2 separate regions of the Gossypium arboreum genome follow, and region 2 is linked to region 1. A link is a contact called in public Hi-C data. All regions are on one chromosome and are shown on one strand. The core of a region is the stretch at or near the end of the contact, and the rest is flanking DNA. Distances in the headings are between cores, read along the strand shown. Region 1 overlaps LOC108450115 (ubiquitin C-terminal hydrolase 13-like). Region 2 holds the start of LOC108484722 (protein STRICTOSIDINE SYNTHASE-LIKE 3).

What was found. A called contact is a pair of places that touch in the nucleus more often than the background predicts.
Region 2: a Hi-C map of leaf shows a contact between it and region 1, with 4 times the contacts expected there. The contact joins the promoter of LOC108484722 here to the enhancer-like site in region 1. A contact is called at or near these places in 2 of 5 Hi-C or Micro-C datasets (both in leaf).

Annotation. Positions count from the first base shown.
Region 1 is chr7:83,361,810-83,367,829 of ASM2569848v2, reverse strand. It overlaps LOC108450115 (ubiquitin C-terminal hydrolase 13-like), which reads right to left. Exons shown (of 32, transcript XM_017747603.2): 31 at 5,899-5,985; 32 at 3,978-4,275. The coding sequence ends at 4,264. Among protein-coding and RNA genes, the nearest start is that of LOC108450115, 16 kb to the right of the region's middle. Within about 2 kb of position 4,204, at least 2 of the 2 cell types and tissues checked have an H3K27ac peak or open chromatin away from gene starts, as enhancers often do. A contact at or near this core is called in leaf, where this site is marked.
Region 2 is chr7:83,581,416-83,587,905 of ASM2569848v2, reverse strand. LOC108484722 (protein STRICTOSIDINE SYNTHASE-LIKE 3) reads right to left here and starts at 3,294. Exons shown (of 4, transcript XM_017788625.2): 1 at 2,621-3,294; 2 at 1,891-2,166; 3 at 1,432-1,599; 4 at 347-956. The coding sequence starts at 2,949. The coding sequence ends at 554. It overlaps LOC108485625 (a long non-coding RNA gene), which reads left to right and starts at 6,402. Exons shown (of 3, transcript XR_008286000.1): 1 at 6,402-6,490.

The DNA of each region.
Region 1 (6,020 bases), core at 2,955-5,454:
CAATGGACTCGATTCCCTTGCTTAGAAAGCACAAATGTAAAAGAAATAGAAGGTAAGATGTGCTTTTCCGTGTACTTATTTGGTGACTACTAAACGAGCGGAGGTTCGGCATGGCTCTAGTTAGGTGGCTCGTATAGTTTATTATATGCGGTTTTGGTTCTAGATAGGTACTCGAATTGTCCGTCTTGTCATCTCGCTAAGATTAGTCTGAAGCCTCGGTCATAACCCATCACAGCTCACGAGTTCAATTCGAGGATTACATTTACTTATGCCTATGCGGAGGGACAAGTTAACTCACGAAAGCATAAGTCATATGTAACCCGAAAGTATTCACTAGCTTTGCGGAGGGACGAGTTAACTCACGAAGGCGTAGCGTTTACTTTCACTTAAGCGGACGGAGCCGGGTAGAGAGCTCATGTTATGCAACAAAATGCACGTGCACGGTGTGTGGGGAGAAACTTGCAAACCTTTACGTTTTATTTAAAAACTAAACCAAACTAAAATCACAAAAATTTAAAGTGAAAAACAACCGGATAAAACAAGTTAGAATATATACAACACGATGCAAATGCATGATTTTTTTGAAAACAAAAATTTGAAGATCACGACTAAATGTTAATTTGAACAAGGAACTTTGAAAATTTTGACAACGCGAGTTTAATTGACTCGACTCTCAAAAGGTTCCCCGATTGGAGTCGCCAAATTGTAGCGATTAAAAAAAAATTCGTTTTGGTTTGGGGTCGCTAAATGTGGCGTTTATTTGAAAATTTAAACCGACTTTCGATTTTATTAAAAAAGGGAGTCGCCACCGATCTTTTTTCTAGGTGTGACCGGACACCTAATAAACCATCCTTTTTTAGAAAAAAGAAAACTTATTATTGTACAAAATGAGGGCGAATTTAGGTCTACGTCAAAAGTCCAGAGAAAAATTGGGGTTCGAGTCGATTCTGCGAGGAAGGTATTAGCACCCTCGCGACGCCCAAAATTGGTATCTCATAAACATGTGTTGACTTGATTTTCAAAAATACGAGTTCAATATAATATTTAATCGTGATCCGATTGAAAAATAAGAATTTTTAGTTTTTGATTTTTTTAGAAAGGGTGTCCCGTTTTTTAACACAAGCCGACGAATTTCACCCAACATAGCGATGAAATCGATAGCTTAATATTAAATCGGTACATTGCCTTATTTTTGAAATTAATTAAAACATGAGAAAAAATATTCCTAAAGTGAGAAATTAAAAATAGATAAAGGAAGCAAAAAAAAATGATATCATTAATGAAAAATATTAACATGGAATACTAGAATATTAGAATAACAATAATAATGATATTTACAAAATAAAAACAAATCACGTACTAATAATAAAATAGGAAAAATGATATATTTGGTAATAATAATATAAAATAATAATATGTACATAAAAATACATATATATATATGCATATAATAAAAGTATGTAATAATAATAATATCTACAATAAAAGAAAATATTAGGAAACATACAAAAAAATATATACATAAAATTTACAACAATAATATAAAATAATGATATGTGCAAAATATATATATATACATATGTACATAAAATATACACTAATATAATAATAGTTATAATAATACTAGCAATAGTAATAATTTGTAATAATAATATATACACAATATGGTATTTAAAATATATATATATATAATAGTATTTAAGAATATATACATAAGAAATATATAACTAATGGCATTAAAAAATATATACATAATATATATAAAATACCTAAAAAAAGGGGAAAATAAGAGAGAAGGGAGGGGGGAAAGGAAATCCGGCCAAGGGGGGGCCGGTCACCGGTCGATCGTCGGTTTCCGCCGGTCGCCGGCCACCGATCGTCGGTTTCATGGATCACCACACCGCATACAGTGGCGGAAAATGTAATTTTTTTTTAACAATATATGTATATATAAAGAAAGAAAAAAACAACACAAAAAAAAAAGAAAGAAAAAAGATTCGAAAGAAGAGGAAAAAAAGAAAAAATGCAACCTTTTTATTGATGTTTCTTTTGTGTTCAAAATTTGAAGGGATTTTTGTGTTTGTCTCCTCTTTTTTTCAATCTTTTCAAAATCCCTCCTTCTTTCTTTTTTACATGATTTTTGAATGGCTTTTTATAGCCATCTTTTACATGATTTTCTATTTTTTTTTTTCTATTTTGTAGGTGGTGGTGGTAGACAATGGGAGGAAAAATGGGAGGAAAAATGGGGCAAGTGGGAAAGTGGTTAGGTGGCTAGGTTTTTTTATCTTTTTTGTTAGGTTTTTCTTTTTTTCTTCTTTTTTTTTTTTTGGGGGGTTAGGTTTTTTTGGGGTAAGTTTTTCTTTTTCTTTTTTTTTTTCTTTGTTTTTTTTTGGGTTAGTTTTTTTTGGGGGGCTTAATGGGCTTTTGAATTGAGTTTGGGTAGATGTAAATGGGTCATGGGTTAAGGGTTGGTTTAGAGGTTTGGTTGGGTTTTCATATAATTGGGCCCGGGCAATTTGGGCTTCTACAATGATGACAATTAATTAGAAAACTTGATGCTATTTGATAATAGATGTTCTGCTTTGTATTGTAATACTCCGTAACCCTACTCCGACAACGGAGACAGGTTAGAGGTGTTACAAAGCATCTGTAAAGATTGTTTTGTTTTCCATATTGACTAAAGTTTATTTGACATAGCATGGTACGAAATCTTCCGACCAAGGAGCTTCACAATCACAATCTTGGACATTCGTTATGCAATAAAATCATGAACCTGTTCAAAAAACTTAATCGAAGGTATCCCATCAACCACTTCCTTCACAGCATTGCCTTCATTTAAGATGAAATCCTCATCCTTTTGCAACAAGCTAATATCGCCAAAGGTACCTAACAACCTGTCTTTCCATGACACAGTGGTTTTTTGACCTGAGCCAATTGACATCCCCGCTCCATCCACAATAGGATCATCAAGATCCAGAGGTTCATTCGACCTCTTCCAGATCTTCTTCATTGCTCGTCCTAAGGCTCCATCGACAGTCAACACCCCATCAACCATTTTTCCTTAAAACTTTTATTATTAATTTTACACTTTTTAATTTTAGAAATAAAATTAGTGGTTGCACTTTATTATAACCTCAATAGTTATTTACTTGTAATTCTTTTATATACCAAAATATAATAAGAAAAAAAAATAATATCTTCAATATAATATCTCAATTATCATGATAAAACTTTATTCTCTCAATTTATTTTTAATTTAATAATATTTTTCCTATTTTGTTCGAGTGTTGAGATTTACTAAACATTCCAGACGAACAATAATTGAGAAAAATTGGAACCAAATTTCACCGACTTAATTAAATGACAATAACTCAATCCAATTATGTCACGTGACAGTGTTTCAAATTGGACCGCTTCAATGTAGTTGATGTTAACAAAACATTGACATGTCATGATTAGGGCAAGCAACTATCTGAACCTATTGATATGAATCATGACTAATAAGTCAAAAACAACTTTATTTGTTTAAAGCTTCTAGATTTGAAGGGGAGAGAATGGTTGTGAGAATAAGAGTGAAGATGAGGCTTGAGATTTTGTGGTTACACTTCTAGTGCTATAAAATATAATTCCCCAGTTTCAAGTTCACTGTTCAAATGCCATAAAATGTACTTTCCGAGCTTTGCTACTTATCTCACTATTCTTAAGAAAAGATATATAGCTTATCGTATATTTTAAGAACACATATCTTGCGGCAACCGTAAATCTAGAAGAGCCTGGCCTTGATCTTAAAAAATAATAAATTGCAGTTTAAATCCTTATAAAATTATAAATTAATATAACGGTATAATTAAATTTTTACCCCAAAAATTTTATTTCAATTTTATTCCCTATAATGATTTTCTAACTTTGCTCTGTCTAGCGGATTTAAATTCAAACGCCAAATGTTGAAAAAAACCCCCATAAAAAAGATTGTACCATGAAAGTTCCAAATTCCTTTTTCTTTTTTTCTTTTTTTGCATGTTCGTTTAATTTTTGCCCATCTTCTCTTTAAACAAATGTTAATAGATATAAAAGACAACTGATAATAAGCAATCATTGATACAAAGTAAAGGTTGAAAGTTGAAACTGAATTTCTATGGGGGAGAAAAACCAATTTGGCTAAAGTGAGTGAGAAATGGGAACCACATAGGAGGTGAGGTGAGGGAGAATTGGTCCTGCAGTTACCGAGCTCATGGTACCATGTTAATACAATTATGATTGAAGTCAAGTCACATCCTGCACAAAAAAGGAAAAGAGAGGAGATAAGGTCCACTATACTACTAAAACTCAGTAGGGAAAAAAGGTAATATAACATCCCCACCTTATCCTATGTATATATCTAATCTTTTGTCATTTTCCTTAATTCTTTTTTTATTAATCGAGAAATTACTTAGATGACAGGCATCCACAAAGTGAATCTGAACTTAAGCATGCAGGTAGGCAAGGAGATATTGAAACAGTTTAGTCGTGAATTGGCTATCAATCAGTTTAATTCAGTGGTCAATCACCAGTTATACAATTACAGTAAAAGAATTAGAGTCCCTAATTAACAACCTTTGGAAACAAAATATGATAACATAAAAGCAAGTGGTTATAGGTATAAAACAGTTTTGTTAGTAAACAAGCTTTCTAATTCTACCACTAAAAAGTTCCACACACCACACCTTGAGTTTATAAAAGATTTAAAATTACAATTTATCATAAACTTTGAAAATAACATTATTAAAAAAAAAAACAACCATGAACCCCATGACATGGACCATAAAAAAAATAATATCACCATGACAAGGCCTACAATAGGTAGGAGAAAAAAAAAAAGCAGTACCTAAATTGTATATCTTTATAACAAAATAGGTAATTGTTTCTGACAGAGAGGAAAATATCTCTCAAGAGAAACAAGAAAATGGAAAATAAAATATATCCCATTATTATGAATAAATTTGATTTACTTTGGATTACTCCGAATCATAATACCAAACTCAGATTTGTATTCATATAAAAACAAGTTCACTATAAAAAGAAATCAGTAATGATTGAGATTGGCATTTCAGAGTTAAGCAAAAGTAGCGCAAATATGAAGAGAATCTTTAGATATAATAATAATAAGCCATAATAATAGGCTTGAAAAAGAATGGCAATCAACCATTACAAAGGGCAGCAGCTAATGCTAAATGCATCAGATGATCTACATGGACAAAATCAGGGCAACCAACCAAAGGGAATGGCAAAAATCACAACCTTCTCCCAACTATACTGTGTATACAGAAATTCACTAATAATCAAAATCTTGTTTATGTACTGACAAATTACACAGGCAACTTGCCCCCATTTACGTTTTGATTGAAGATTGAACCAACCAACCAACCTCGATTTAAAGACGGAAAGTAGTAGCAAAAACCTCAGCGGATCGTAATTGTCATTTGCAGATGCACACTTTGATTACGTAAAAGGAAGTAGTCCTTTGAATCGACACTAGCGAAAGAATTACATTTATCCAACAAATCAACAAGCAAAGGTCACAGATGCCATTTCAGTGCTAACTTGTTGCCTCACATTGTCATTTGCTTTTAGTTCATGTAGAGTGCCACTCTTTTGTGCAATGTCACCAAAGGGAGGTAAAATCTAAAATAGTCCCTAATTGTATATTTTAACAGGCTTCTCAAAGGTGTGCCGGTTCTGCAAAGAAGCGTGATGTTATTAGAGTCTACTATTCCAGGCATCTCCAAAGGCCAGTCATTTTCATGGACTTGGAAAAAGCAGATATATTAATCGCAGTCTTAAAGAATATCTTTATCCTTAGGGTATGTTTGTTATCAACTGATTTCTGCTGAAACTTTGGGAATACTTTATGGTTATTACCTGATTAGCAGCATAAGCTCTTTTCGGAGCATTGTCAGAGTGCTCCAGCCCAAGATACTGCTCCCAAGCACCATAAACATCTCGTCTCTGAGTATATGTATAGTAAAACCAAAATTAGAGTA
Region 2 (6,490 bases), core at 2,045-4,544, 220 kb before region 1:
TAATATTTTTTGAGTTTTAAAAAGGTTTATTACTTTTTGTTATTTTTAAAGAAATCAATTTTTTGAATATTTATAAATTTTCTCTATCTTTTTAATTTTTATAATTTTAACATTACATGGCATATAAAATAAAATAGTGGATGTTATTAATTGTTAATCCAAATTTAACTAATTTTACCAAAATAGAATGATGGAGAACTAAAGTGCTTAAAAAAAAGAATAATGATTAAATTGACTAATTAATCAAAAGTTAAGAGCTATTTTAAACGTTAAATCTTTTATATATTTGTATCATAATTTTTGGTATAGTATTTCACTCATGCATTCAACATTTGCAAGTCCATCCTTTAAAAAGGAAAAAAAAAATTTCCAAGTCTACTTATTTATTATACAGTCCCATACCAATAACAAATACACACCTAGGAATGGAAAGTAGAAGGTGAATACCACAGTTTGCTGAGTTCAAATCTTCAAAACATTTCAATGACAAACAAATACAGCAACATTCATAATGCCAAAGCTCCTGTTTTGTAGGTCAAAAGACTTGCCAAACTCAATCCAAATCATAAACTGCAATAAAGGGCATTAGAACACTCCCTAGCCAAAGTTTTCCGTCCCTCTCATCGACTTCACTAACCGCTTTCACGACCTTGCCTTCACTATCCTCCAAAATCCGTAAAAGCTTTCCCTCCGGGCTGTATTTGACGACTTGTGCATGCAGCTTACCCCCAACATGAAGCAGGACTTGAACCTTTGTTGAGATGGGGAGCTTCAGAATGAACTTCCTAACTTTTGGGTGTAATCCTAATATATGAGCGTACTTGGACCTTCGAGAGTTAATTGCGACCCAAAATTCGCCATCTCTGTTTGTGCGGATGTTGTCGGGAAATCCTGGTAAGATGGCGAATACCTCCCAAGTCCCCGCTTTCTCACCTTTCAACCAGTATTTGAGTAATCTGTATTTAACAGATATCAAACCATTACATAGGAATGGTAGATAGTTATCCATTAAAAAAACATCTCAATCTGCATCTCTTTTGATACCCTCACACTCAATGATCAAAGCAAACAACAGGGCAAATCCAACAAAAACAAATGTACCATGATAGGCACTTCCACAAAAAAAACAAAAGAAAACTACCATTTTTAATGTGATCTTTCCCTATGTAACTCGAACTCCGGGTCAAGTGTCAATCATCAAATGCAAGTATGTGTCTGATACAAATATGCTTAATTTTTGTTAATCGTACCCCCATATCCATCTCTAAAATGAGTCGGACATGTATACTTTAGGGAAAATGAGGGATCAGATTAACAAAGATCTTTCCAATATTCCCAAAGCAGTGATTTACATCTAGAGGAAAAACTTCTGCACTGGGTGGAGCACATCTAAGTTGATAATATTTGAGTATATTTGGAAGCAAAGCTCACCTGCCAGGACATCCTTCACAACATACAAGAAAAGTACCATCTTTGCTTAAGGATACACCATTAGGAAATTGGAGATTTGTCATAAGGATAGTGGTTTCCTTTGTATGTGGGTTATACTTGATAAGCCTCCCACCATTCTCCGAAGAAAAAATTAGCTGCTTGAAGTTCCTGAAATATTATTGTGTCAGTACTAATGGATAGTCCGGATGATGGGGTCTTTCGAGTAAGCATCATATATACATAGACATTGCAACATTGCTGGTGCAAACGGAAATTTGCACGTCTCGAGTCTCAGAAGTTCAGATGTCAATCAAAATAAGCATAGATAAACTTTACACATGTTTTCCAGCAATGGTTGGAATATAGAAAATATGTATACTCTACCATATCCTAGAGAATAGCCGGCAGTGGCAATTGAATGTCCTTATGATTTAATAAAACTTATCATCAGAAACCTACCTTCTTTGGTATTTGCTGCTGCTATCAGTAAAATATACGATTCCTTCGTCATCAATGTCAAGGTCATTGGTAAACCTCAGGGGCACCCCATTTGCCTCTGTTACAAGTGATGTCGCTAATCCGCCTTCCGGACCAACCTTCAGCAACCCCAAATATGCATCGGCAATGTACAAATCACCAGTTTTCTTATCAAATCGAAGGCCCAAAGGCCTGCCACAGATATGCTCATTTGGTAGGTAACTCAGAGGTGATGGCTTTGGATTACAAAGTTCTGACCTGAAATCAGAATTAAATATGGTGAATGATTTTCCCAGAACTCCCCAACAAGATCTTAAGAAAAAACACGTAGCAAAGCGGATAACCCAGCCAACTTTCTAGTGTCATTAATGGATATAAAATATATGCCATGCGGCTAACACTTCTAAGCTTCTAAACCCATAATTTACCGACATCGAGTAAACAAAGACTGGAAAGCTCAAAGAATCACTGTTTCTTCTCTTTTGTATTGAAGTAGCACACTTCTTTAGCGATATAAATCATTTGACTGGTTTTTTAAATTCAGTGTTGAACCATTTTCTACAAACCCAAGTAACCTCTTTACTACAGAAAACAATCATGACGATTAACTGAACAAATGGAAAGTTAAAAAATTCCCAGGCTGATGATACTTGACACTTTGTTCATAGAAATTTCTACCAATCTGCATCAAAAAACGAACTTGAAAACTCACCTATTGCTGGAAGTATGAGCAAAATCATTCCACTTTTCACCATCCCAGAAGACAATGCGACCATCAGCAACACCAGTGTAAGGACCACGGCCAAGAGGGTCAAATGCAATGCTCTCAGGGCCTTGAACCTGGTTCAGGAACTTAATCTCCGATTTCTGAAGCAAATTATCCTTGTCCCTAACCGTTGGAACCATTTCCCATGGAGGCATATCCACCTTGTAAGCCTCAAAGTCGGGGAATTCAGAGATTGCACTGTGCTTAAAAGGGTCTGTCCCACAGTATAGTGCCAGCAGCAGAAACAGAATGCCAAGAATTCCCACTGGCGTCATCGCTACAAAATTTGAGAAAAAACAAGAAAAAGACCAAATCCTGGAGCCCAAAATGTTAACTTTTTCAGCTTAAGTTTAAACCTCTTACTGGCAAAAAGGAAAAATAAAAAAACTTCAACCTTTATTGATTTGAAATTTGGGTGCCCAAAAATCTAAGCCTTTTTACCGAGGAAGAAAGGAACAACACAACCCTTTTGTTTGTTTGTGTTAAAGGTTGACAGAGTCCTTTATCTTAGGTGGAACTCAGTTTTGCTGGCTGTCTGGATCTTGGTAGAAACTGACATTAATGCCAATGTTGGGGTACTTAAAGGTTTGGTTTCAACTTTTAATTTTCAAGTGTGTTTCAAGACGGATGGTACCGACATTCATTTGTTTATTTTTAGGCTCATTTGTATGTTGGTTAATATTAAGAAGTTCAGGTGAATTACCCAAAAAGTAATTTTTTTTTGAAATTATCGAATTAGGCGATTTTTTTTTTCAAATTTACCAGATTAGGCCGATTTTAAAAAGAAAAGAAAATTTATCTGGCTGGACGCCTTTTCAACAGATTTGGCATGAAAACAGTTCCAGCTAAATGCGCTTTCCTGCTCAATCAGCATAGGCAAATTTTTACCTGCAATGGCTACCCAACTGGTTGAATTCTAAAGGCAAATTTTCCTCTATTTAAACCCCAAATTTCCCACTTTTTCAATTCACTCTTAGCTGTCTTTCAATTCATTCAATCCTCCTTCAAGTCTTTCTTAATTCTTACTCAATTCTCTCAATTCACTCTCATTTTTTAATTAAAATTGTATTAAGTTTTTTAATTAATTTTTATTACAATTTTTATTCATATTTATTGAAACTAGTAATGAAAAATTCTCTTATTCGTTTGGATGGCAAGTACATTTCAACCGTTCAATTGCAAATGGTAAGATTTTTTTTAATCTGATTTAATTTAATTATTTTGTTGCTATATTGAAATTTAAGATTTTTTTATTTTTTATTATAATTAGCCGGAAGATCAGATTTGGAGTGCTCCTCCATTGTCTTTAATAGAACCATACTTAAGAGATGTGAGATTTTTGCACTTGGCCCGTATGGGTAGGGGGTGTAAATTGGACCCTACACATGTAAACGCGTTGGTGGAAATATGGAGACCCGAGACACGTTTCCGTTTTCCATGCGAAGGGTGTACTATCACACTTGAGGATGTGCAGTTACAGCTTAGGTTACCGGTGGATGGGCCGATAGGGATTGGGTCAGTTGTCGCTGCCGATTGGAGAGATGTATGTGAACAACTTTTAATGAGGGTTCTGGACAAGATTTTTGGAGCCCGGATAGATATGAATTGGTTGAAAAGAAATATTGTTGAGCTCAATGCGGAATCGAGGGAAGTTGAAAGAGAACAACATGCTCGAGCATACATCTTTAGGATTATTGAGGGTCTATTAATGCTCGATAAATCACGAAATCTTGTCCATTTAAGATGGCTGCTAAAATTCGTGGACTTTAGAGAAATGAGCCGACATAGTTGGAGGAAAACACGTCTAGTTAGATGCGCTTTCCTTCTCTCTCCAAAATAGGCCTAATTTGATAATATTGGTAAAAAATAAGCATATTTGGGTAATTCACCCAATTTGTTCTTCATCAACCGTCTTCATTAATAAAAAACCAAGGTTAATTAATAATAATAATCAAGTAAAAAATAAATAAGTGTATATCTTGATTTTTTAGATATAAAAAATCAATTATAAATTAAAATTATATTATAAAATAAGCTCACAAATGATAATATTAGTTATATAATAATCGAATAATAAATCAAATTTAAATGATTTATTAAACAAATTTCTTCGTAACTATAAATGAATTAAAAACACTTTGTTTATGTTTGACTCATTTAATAAACCAGTATTAAAATACTAAAAAATCCGTTTTAAAATCTTATTAATATTCATTCTAAATAAATAAAAATTAAACTGTTTATAAACTATTTATCGAGCTTTGCCTTAATCATAATGTTTGTTTATATATATATATATATATATATATATATATATAAACTTTTGTATACAAAAATTAAATTTTATATTAATAAACGGATATATGAGCCTTAAAAGTCTTAGAATTAATAACAAAAATTCTCAAAAAATGATAAATAAGTAGAATAATATTTTGGATAACGATTGTGTAAAAATTAAGATATGAAAAATAGTAAAATTAATATAAACACGAAAGTAATATATGAACTAATCAATTTTAATATAATATTGATTATTAAGAGATTAGAAATTATATAAGGTAGCGTTGATAGGAATTTAGACTTGGATTTCTAATTTTAACTTTGAAATTTATGATTTATCAAATCATTATTTTAAATTCTTTACATGGGAATTAAAATATTTGAAATTCAATATTTTGAATTAATCCAAATTCATTGTTTGGACAATTCAAATTTAGATTTGGATTTCAACAAATTCTAAGTATAATTTTTTTTAAAAATAATAATTATTTAAGAGGATTTTGAACATTATTGTTTGAACCAAATTGGATTGGTTAGTTGAATCGGGAACCAGTCAGGGTACCGGTCTGGAGAAAGGCATTAAATTGGTTGACTCGAGAACCAGTACAGATCAGATGATTGGTCGATTGAACCGGTTGAGCCATTTTTTTTAATTTTTATGAATTTTTAATGATTTATTCAATAGGACCGGTTGAACCAATCATACCAGTCAAACCGATCAAATTAGTTGAATTGGTCGAACCAGTTGGACCAGCAATTTAGTGGCCTAATTATTGAAATTATAAATTAAAATTCAAGGATTTATAAATTAAAATTTTAGAAATTATGATATAAATGAAAATTTTAAATATTTATATTCTATTAAATTAAATGCATGAAGCTTTTTCACTGTTTTCAGAATCAAATCAGCGTACCGATCCAAAATTAAAGATAAAATTGGTTGACTCGTGAACCGATTGAATTGGTAGAACCAACAAAACTAACGGTTAAACCAATGGAATCTATTTTATCTATTTTTAATAATTTATTTAATTGAACTGATTGGATTCGTTGAACTAGTTGAATCGAGAACTGGTAGTCTGATCGGTTTGCCTATCAATCCAATTCTAAAATCCTTGAGTTCCGTTAATGATGTATTATAAATAAAATTACTTATTTATTGTTTGGTTTTTAAAGGAAGTGTGACAGAAGAGAACTAAAATGTTTTCATGTTTTTTAATCCATCTTGGATTTTGAAAATTCCAAATTTTAAAATGGATTTTAAAATCTAAAATTTAACTCTTATGAAATTGGACTTGGATTAACATTCAAATCCAACTTTTTTTTACCCAAATCATAGGTTTCTAAACATGCCATAAAAGTATGGTAGAAACACATTTAGTAAATTTAAAGTTCATTGTAATCTTTTTGGTTTTTAATTGTTTCAATGATACTCAAACAATATGCGGTCACACCTACTCCACTTACAGCCGGTGTCGTTAAATGGAATGAGCCATTCAATCAGGCTTGATTCGATGGGCCCACTACAATACAATG